Linked DNA regions of Sus scrofa: region 2 is linked to region 1. A link is a contact called in public HiChIP or PLAC-seq data. All regions are on one chromosome and are shown on one strand. The core of a region is the stretch at or near the end of the contact, and the rest is flanking DNA. Distances in the headings are between cores, read along the strand shown. Region 1 has its middle 130 kb from the start of SDC2. Region 2 has its middle 55 kb from the start of SDC2.

The links. HiChIP or PLAC-seq counts read pairs in DNA pulled down with a chosen protein or histone mark.
Region 2: an H3K27ac HiChIP or PLAC-seq map of alveolar macrophages shows a contact between it and region 1. The contact joins two enhancer-like sites. A contact is called at or near these places in 1 of 47 Hi-C or Micro-C datasets (embryonic fibroblasts) and 1 of 2 datasets of contacts at active chromatin or transcription factors (alveolar macrophages).

The regions. Positions count from the first base shown.
Region 1 is chr4:39,997,725-40,001,037 of Sscrofa11.1, forward strand. No RefSeq gene overlaps it. Among named protein-coding and RNA genes, the nearest start is that of SDC2, 130 kb to the right of the region's middle. Within about 2 kb of position 1,702, at least 2 of the 83 cell types and tissues checked have an H3K27ac peak or open chromatin away from gene starts, as enhancers often do. A contact at or near this core is called in alveolar macrophages, where this site is marked.
Region 2 is chr4:40,182,520-40,185,916 of Sscrofa11.1, forward strand. No RefSeq gene overlaps it. Among named protein-coding and RNA genes, the nearest start is that of SDC2, 55 kb to the left of the region's middle. Within about 2 kb of position 2,057, at least 1 of the 83 cell types and tissues checked has an H3K27ac peak or open chromatin away from gene starts, as enhancers often do. A contact at or near this core is called in alveolar macrophages, where this site is marked.

The DNA of each region.
Region 1 (3,313 bases), core at 452-2,951:
CAAAAATGAGCAATATGGGGTTTTTTCCCTCTTGCAGTTAAAAATTGTGTTCCCTGCTAAGCATCTGCCAAAATGAAAATGCAGCCCTGGGACTGGTGCTAGAGTGAATCTAGCAGTGGTTCATCTAAAGAGAAAGACTGTGCTGGGGGGGGGGGGCGAGCCCAGGCCATCATCCTTCTCCATGTACCTCTCCAGACGATCTCATCTAGTCCCATGGCTTTTAATGCCATCTACCTGCTGTTCATTCCCGTGTCATCAGTCGAGATCCAGGGATCCAGGAAGGACAATAGAACCCATGCCAGGTAACACAATGGAAGGAATTCAATCCAGGGAATTCCTCGCAAGGATGCTGGAAAAGCTGTATGGGCAAACCGGAAGGATGAGATAACCCAGAGAAGGGCAACAGCAGGAAACTGCTACCCTCCCCAAGGCTGCAGAGACCAAGGGGGTAAAGAGAGGGCTGGTTACGAGAGTTTAGGAACAGTGGGGGCAGGGAACTTGGAGAAGAGTCGGCCCAGTGGGAACTCAAAGCACAGAGGAGATGCATTAATAGAGATGCTGCCAAAGCAGCCAGAGGAGAAAGATCTCTGGCTTTCCCCTTCCTCCTGACCATTCTTTTCCCTTGATCTTTAGTCTGCCAGGATCTTCCAGTGTCCAATTGGTGGGGAAGCTTGGGAAATGCAGTTGGCATGGGTCACCCCCCACCTCCACCCCCACTTCCACCCGGTAGAGTAGGGCAGAGAAGGAAGTGAGTCAGCGTGCCAACAGGTAAGCGATGGACACGCCTCCTCAACTAACATCTCCAGCTCAGACCTCGTCTCTGAGCTCCAGATTCTTACACTCAGTTGTTCCCCTGACACTTGGGTGTCCAATAGTTCTAACTAAACATGGTCAAAAAGGAACTAGATGTACCAGTCACCTCCCGATATTCTCGTCAGAACGTAAATCACCCAGCTCAGCCAAAAATACAGCTGATCTTTGCGTCCTGTCTTTCCTTGCTCCCTATTCTTTCCAATCTTTTAGCAAGACCTGTCGATTCAGCCGCCCCAACCATCTCTCTCCTGTTTCCTGCATCTTGACTGTTACCACCTTAGGCTAAGCCACCATCAATTCTCCCCTAGGTAACAATGACCATCTAATAGGCTATGGTAGCCACCCCACACCCCCGTGTCTCCTTACAATGCATCGTCCAGGGCAAGATCTGGAGGGCAAGGGTAAGGAGTCAGGACTTTATTCTAAGTACTATTGGAGCCACTAAAGGACGTGGCATAAATAATCTCTATCATAAAGAGATCAGCCTTGCTTCTTCGTGGGGAATAACATATAAGGGAACAAAAGTGGAAGAAAGAAGACCAGCTAGGAGGCAATTACACTTCTCCACCCTCTTATTCCACCTCTTCTATTGCCACCCACTTGCTCAGGAGCCACTGGTCTTCTCCCTGTGCCCCCAACATGCCAACCCCCTTCCCTCTTTAAGGCATCCCACAGCGTGGAACGCTTGCCCTGATGTTTGCACAACTGGCTCCACATCATTTAGGCCCTACCCTGGCAGAGACTTTATAGTGTTTATAGCTGTTATAGAAACACCCTGTTTCTCTCCTTAGGGGCACAAAGTAGAACTACACTTCTCTCCACTGGGCAGTATGTTGTAGCCACGTGACTTGCTTCAGCCAATGAAACGTGGGTGGAAGGGACATCCATCACCACTGGGTGGAAGCCTTAAGAGCCACTGGGTGCCTCACCACGATTTTTCTTTGGCCACAGTGACTAGCACTGTTCCAGAATAGCTCCCCCACTGGCCTGAGTCCTGGACGGAGGGTGATAGTTGTTCAGATCAGAACTCTCTGGCAACCCACAGACTCAGGGCGTGAGCAAGACACTCATCTTTCTTGTTTTAGGTTACTGAGGCTCTGAGCGGTCTGGGCTGAGACTGCCCCTCAGTCCCTTATGTCAGCCTGCATCAAGTCCATCATGGAAATACCACCAACTTATCATGTCTACTTGTTGGTTTTATCCATTAATTTTCATTCCCCTACACAGTCCTCTCCAAAGCCCATGAAAGCAGGTTCTCTGTTTACCCAGTTCACCACTATACCCCAGCTTTCAGAAGAGAGCCCAGTACAAGTCAGTAGCTAGTATCTGTGGATGAAACATTCAATGCCTTGCACATAGAAGCATTTGCTGCTTCTGTGCTCTTCTGCCAAGGCAACTAGAATGAATGAGTCTTGCACTCAGCACATTTGAAGCATCAAAGCCTAGAGCTAGCCTAGCCTAGCTCTGCTATTTATGGGTTAGGACTGTTGCTTGGGTTACACTCTTCCAACTAATTCACAGGAAATTGAGTTTCCCCAAGCTACCCCCATTCCTTGGTCAGAACACCCTCCTACCCCCTAACTGCCTCCCCCCCCCCAATTCCGGCTAAAGACCACATGTCCTAGATCAACAAAAAGGAATAAAATCTTATAACCATGTAATGTCTCCCAGAGTCAGGAGGTAGAGTGGAACAAAATTCATTTTGATACCATTTATCAATTCTAAATGGCAGATAATTGTTCTTTTTTAGTTTTCTATGCCAGGCAAATCCAATTCCCCAGAAATGGCCAAATCTCCATTTTCACTATGACCATAAAATATTAGCACTGAGGAGTTCCCGTCGTGACTCAGTGGTTAATGAATCTGACTAGGAACCAAGAGGTTGCGGGTTCGATCCCTGGCCTTGCTCAGTGGGTTAAGGATCTGGCGTTGCTGTGAGCTGTGGTGTAGGTTGGTGGCTCCAGCTCCGATTCGACCCCTAGCCTGGGAACCTCCAAATGCTGCGGGAGCAGCCCAAGAAAATGGCAAAAAGACAAAAAAAAAAAAAAATTAGCACTGAAAAAAACCTTAGTGATTACTCAATTCAGACAACTCCATTTATCAGCTAGCTTGATTAATTTTAATTAGAAACCTCTTAGGGTCTCATTGTCTGCCACAGGCTTAGAACTTTAAAAACTCAAGAGATGGTGTTGCTTCAAGTCATTGCCTTTTTAAACCAAAAATATTTTAAGACAGATTTTTCTACCATCCCATTGTTTAACAATAACAGAGCTGTAAAGAAGACCCCAATGATAAAATTAACCCTGCAATATTTTTAGGTTTTATATTTTCACTGCTCAACATTTTTTTCTTGAGTTTTCAAAATGTCTGGAATGTGAGAGAAATAAATTCCTAACAACTATGAAGTTCTTACCGTGTCTGTTCTTTTAGGAACTAGCACCCTTTGCAGGACATTTTGGTTCCTCGGGCAACCAGAGTAAATAATGTTCTACTTACTTAG
Region 2 (3,397 bases), core at 807-3,306, 190 kb after region 1:
AGAACTGTGCTATAGATAAAAGGTCAGAACTAGCTTCTCCGTGTCATTAAAATACCCATTAAAAGGGATGTTAGTCAGTGAATCTGGCTTATTGCTTCCCCAAGTGCTAAACCTGCTTTACCTGCACAGAATGTTGGCTCTCATATCGGTTGGATTTGTCAAAAGGGTCAAATTCCACACTGGCCATTTTATCAGAAGGGTAAATACTGTGTGTTTAGCTATTTGTTGTCCTCAGATTGAGAGAGTGTTTCTGTGAAAAGCTTTGGAGGTTTTCGGGCAGAGCCTAGTGTCACAAGGGGCTTTAGGGCTCAAAGTCCATTCCCACTGTTTTACAGATAAGAGAGGCCAGGTCGGCAGGCTCTGCTTCCACGCAGCTAACAAATGGCAGACCCAGGGCGGACCTCCCACCTGCCATGAGAGGGCCAACTGCCACTGTGAAATTATGCCTGCCCTAAACTCTTCAAGAATTTATTCGGGCTTCATTGGCAAAGTTCGGGAATCAAAACTGGCTATTTCCTCATTGGAGGAGGAAGAAGGATGTGCTTTCTGGGCAACTAGTCTCTATAGAGTCAAGCTGAAGTGAAGAATTGATCAACTTCCTGGCCGATTTGCTCATCAAGGAAGTTATTTCCTTAAATGTCCACTACACTTTATGTGAATTCTACGTAACTTTGTGTATTTCACTGTTTCCTCTAGACAGACTCATACTGAAGGTTTTTTTTATCCTTTACTTTTTTTTTTTTTTTTTTTGCTTTTTAGGGCCATACCCATGGCATATGGAGGTTCCCAGGCTAGGGGTCGAATCGGAGCTGTAGCTGCCGGCCTACACCACAGCCACAGCAACATGGGATCCGAGCTCATCTGTGACCTACACCACAGCTCACGGCAATGCCGGATTCTTAGCCCACTGAGCGAGGCCAGAGATTGAACCCACAACCTCATGGTTCCTAGTGGGATTTGTTTCCGTTGCACCACAACATGAACTATCCTTTATACTTTTCTAATAGGAATATTGTCACACCATTTAATAGATCTTATATACCAATTATCTTTCAAAAATCTTGGCATGCAAAACAAGTCTGTCATTTTAAAAATAAATTGGTAGTAAGGGGTTTCCATTTGGGATAGTGAAAAAGTTCTGGAACTGGATAATCATGATGGTTGTGCAACATCATGAATGTATTTCATGCTACTTTAAAGTGGCTAAAATGGTAAATTATGTATATTTTCCATAATAAAAAAACAAATATATACAAATATATAAATATATAAAAAACATAAATATCTATACAAACATATAATAATGAATATTATATGTATGTTTATATATGTAAAACATATAAATATATATACATATATAAAGAAACCTAATTATTGGGAATAAGAAAAAATTAGATCAGTTGAAAATGTTATATTTCATCGATTTATTCAATAACTATTTTTCGAGTACCTCCTAGGAATCAGGTGCATATGTGAAACATATTTTTTTTGTCATTTTAGGGCCTCATCTGTGGCATAGGAAGGTTCCCAGGCTAAGGGTCCAATTGGAGCTGCAGCTGCTGGCCTACACCACGGCAACACGGGATCCGAGCCGTGTCTGTGACCTACACCACAGCTCACAGCAATGCCGGATCCTTAACCCACCGAGCAAGGCCAGGGATCGAACCTGCCTCCTTGTGGATGCTAGTCAGATTCATTTCTGCTGAGCCACGATGGGAATTCCTGAAACATTTTTGAAAGTACTTGCTAACTGTAAGCTGTTATGAAATTGTAGGATATATGTTTAACTGTGTCTGTTTGTGGAGTGAGGGCTGGGTATTTTCCCTTCACTCTTCAGCCTACTCCCCCTCGCTTTGTGGTTTGGGGGGCTGTCCACAGGGACTACTGCATTAGACCCCCTTACCTTATGGCTTCCTATTAGGTTTGACCAGTGGGAGGTGCCAGGAGAAGGGAATGAGGAGGAATGTGAAGCTGGCACATTTATTCCCTCAACTCCCTTCTGCCAGCTTTTACAAGTTGGTGTCATCCCTCCACCAAACACCAGGGCTCCTTGTGGTCAGCCTTCCCTTGCAGAGTTTCAGAAACTACCCTCTCCCATTTCCCCTTCTGGCCTATGGTAGGAAGAGGTCCCAACTGCTGCTAGACCCAGAGTGCTTGCTCTAGTCCTTGTTGATTCCTTTCAGCCCTACCTACATGGCTGTGAATGAACTTTTTTATTAAACAATCCTGGGAGTTCCCTTTGTGGTTCAGCAATTAACAAATCCAACGAGAATCCATGAGGATGCGGTTTGGAGCCCTGGCCTCGCTCAGTGGGTTAAGGATCCTGTGTTGCCGTGAACTGTGATGTAGGTCACAGATGCAGCTTGGATCCCAGGTTGCTGTGGCTGTGGGGTAGGCCAGCAGCTGTAGCTCCATTTGACGCCTACTCTGGGAACTTCCATATGCCGCAGGTGCAGCCCTAGAAAGCAAAAAAAATAAATAAATAAATAAACGATCCTCAATTACCCTGGCTGGGTATGCCGATTGGATGCCTGCGGGAACCCTGACCAATATGGGATGTGTGTGCATATTTGTGTGTGTGTGTGTGTGTGTGTGTGTGTGTAAAAAACTGTATTGCAAATGATAGACATTTTCTCTGCTCCAACTCATGTTATCCAAAGCCATTGGACATGCATAAATTAAACTTTGCCTTGTCTGAGTAATCCAGAAGAACTCAGAACAGAGAGAATTGAGTTTTAAAGACTCTTTCCACTTAAGGTTTGCTTCTAATTTAAAAAAAAAAATTTTTAGCATTATGTCCCATGATTTAAAAGCTGACCATTCTCCAAATGGGTTAACATTTTCTAAAAACTCCCATTCTTTTAGAAAAAATGGACTTCCAATTAACAGAGTTTTGAAGTATACAATATCTTTTATTATAAAACAAGGAGGCACATTTCCACTTGGGAATACTGATTGCTTAAAACGACACTCTTTTGAATAAACCTATATTAGTTTAATGAAGTTTTCCTGTGATTAGTATAATTTACTGCAATTGTGTTCAAACCCCAAATTATGGGTATTATACACATGAAATACAGCACTGGTGTAAGGCAATTAGTTTAATCACTTTCCTGATGTGAAATGAAACAGGGACTCTATGGGGCAGGGCTGCCCATTAACACATGATGTGAAGAGGCCAACCGTCCTTCCTGCTCCTTGCAGTACAGTTCTGTTCTCTCTCCGACTGCCACTGCCCTTGCTTTGTGTATATAAAATGCACATGGCATGCTACAAAGCAACACCCCATATAATGGTGCTTGTTGCGATTGATCAATATCCTCAAGCTGTGTAGCTCGGCTCTCCTCATCATTCATCTGGACAACTGCCACCACGCATCCACATATGATCATGCACT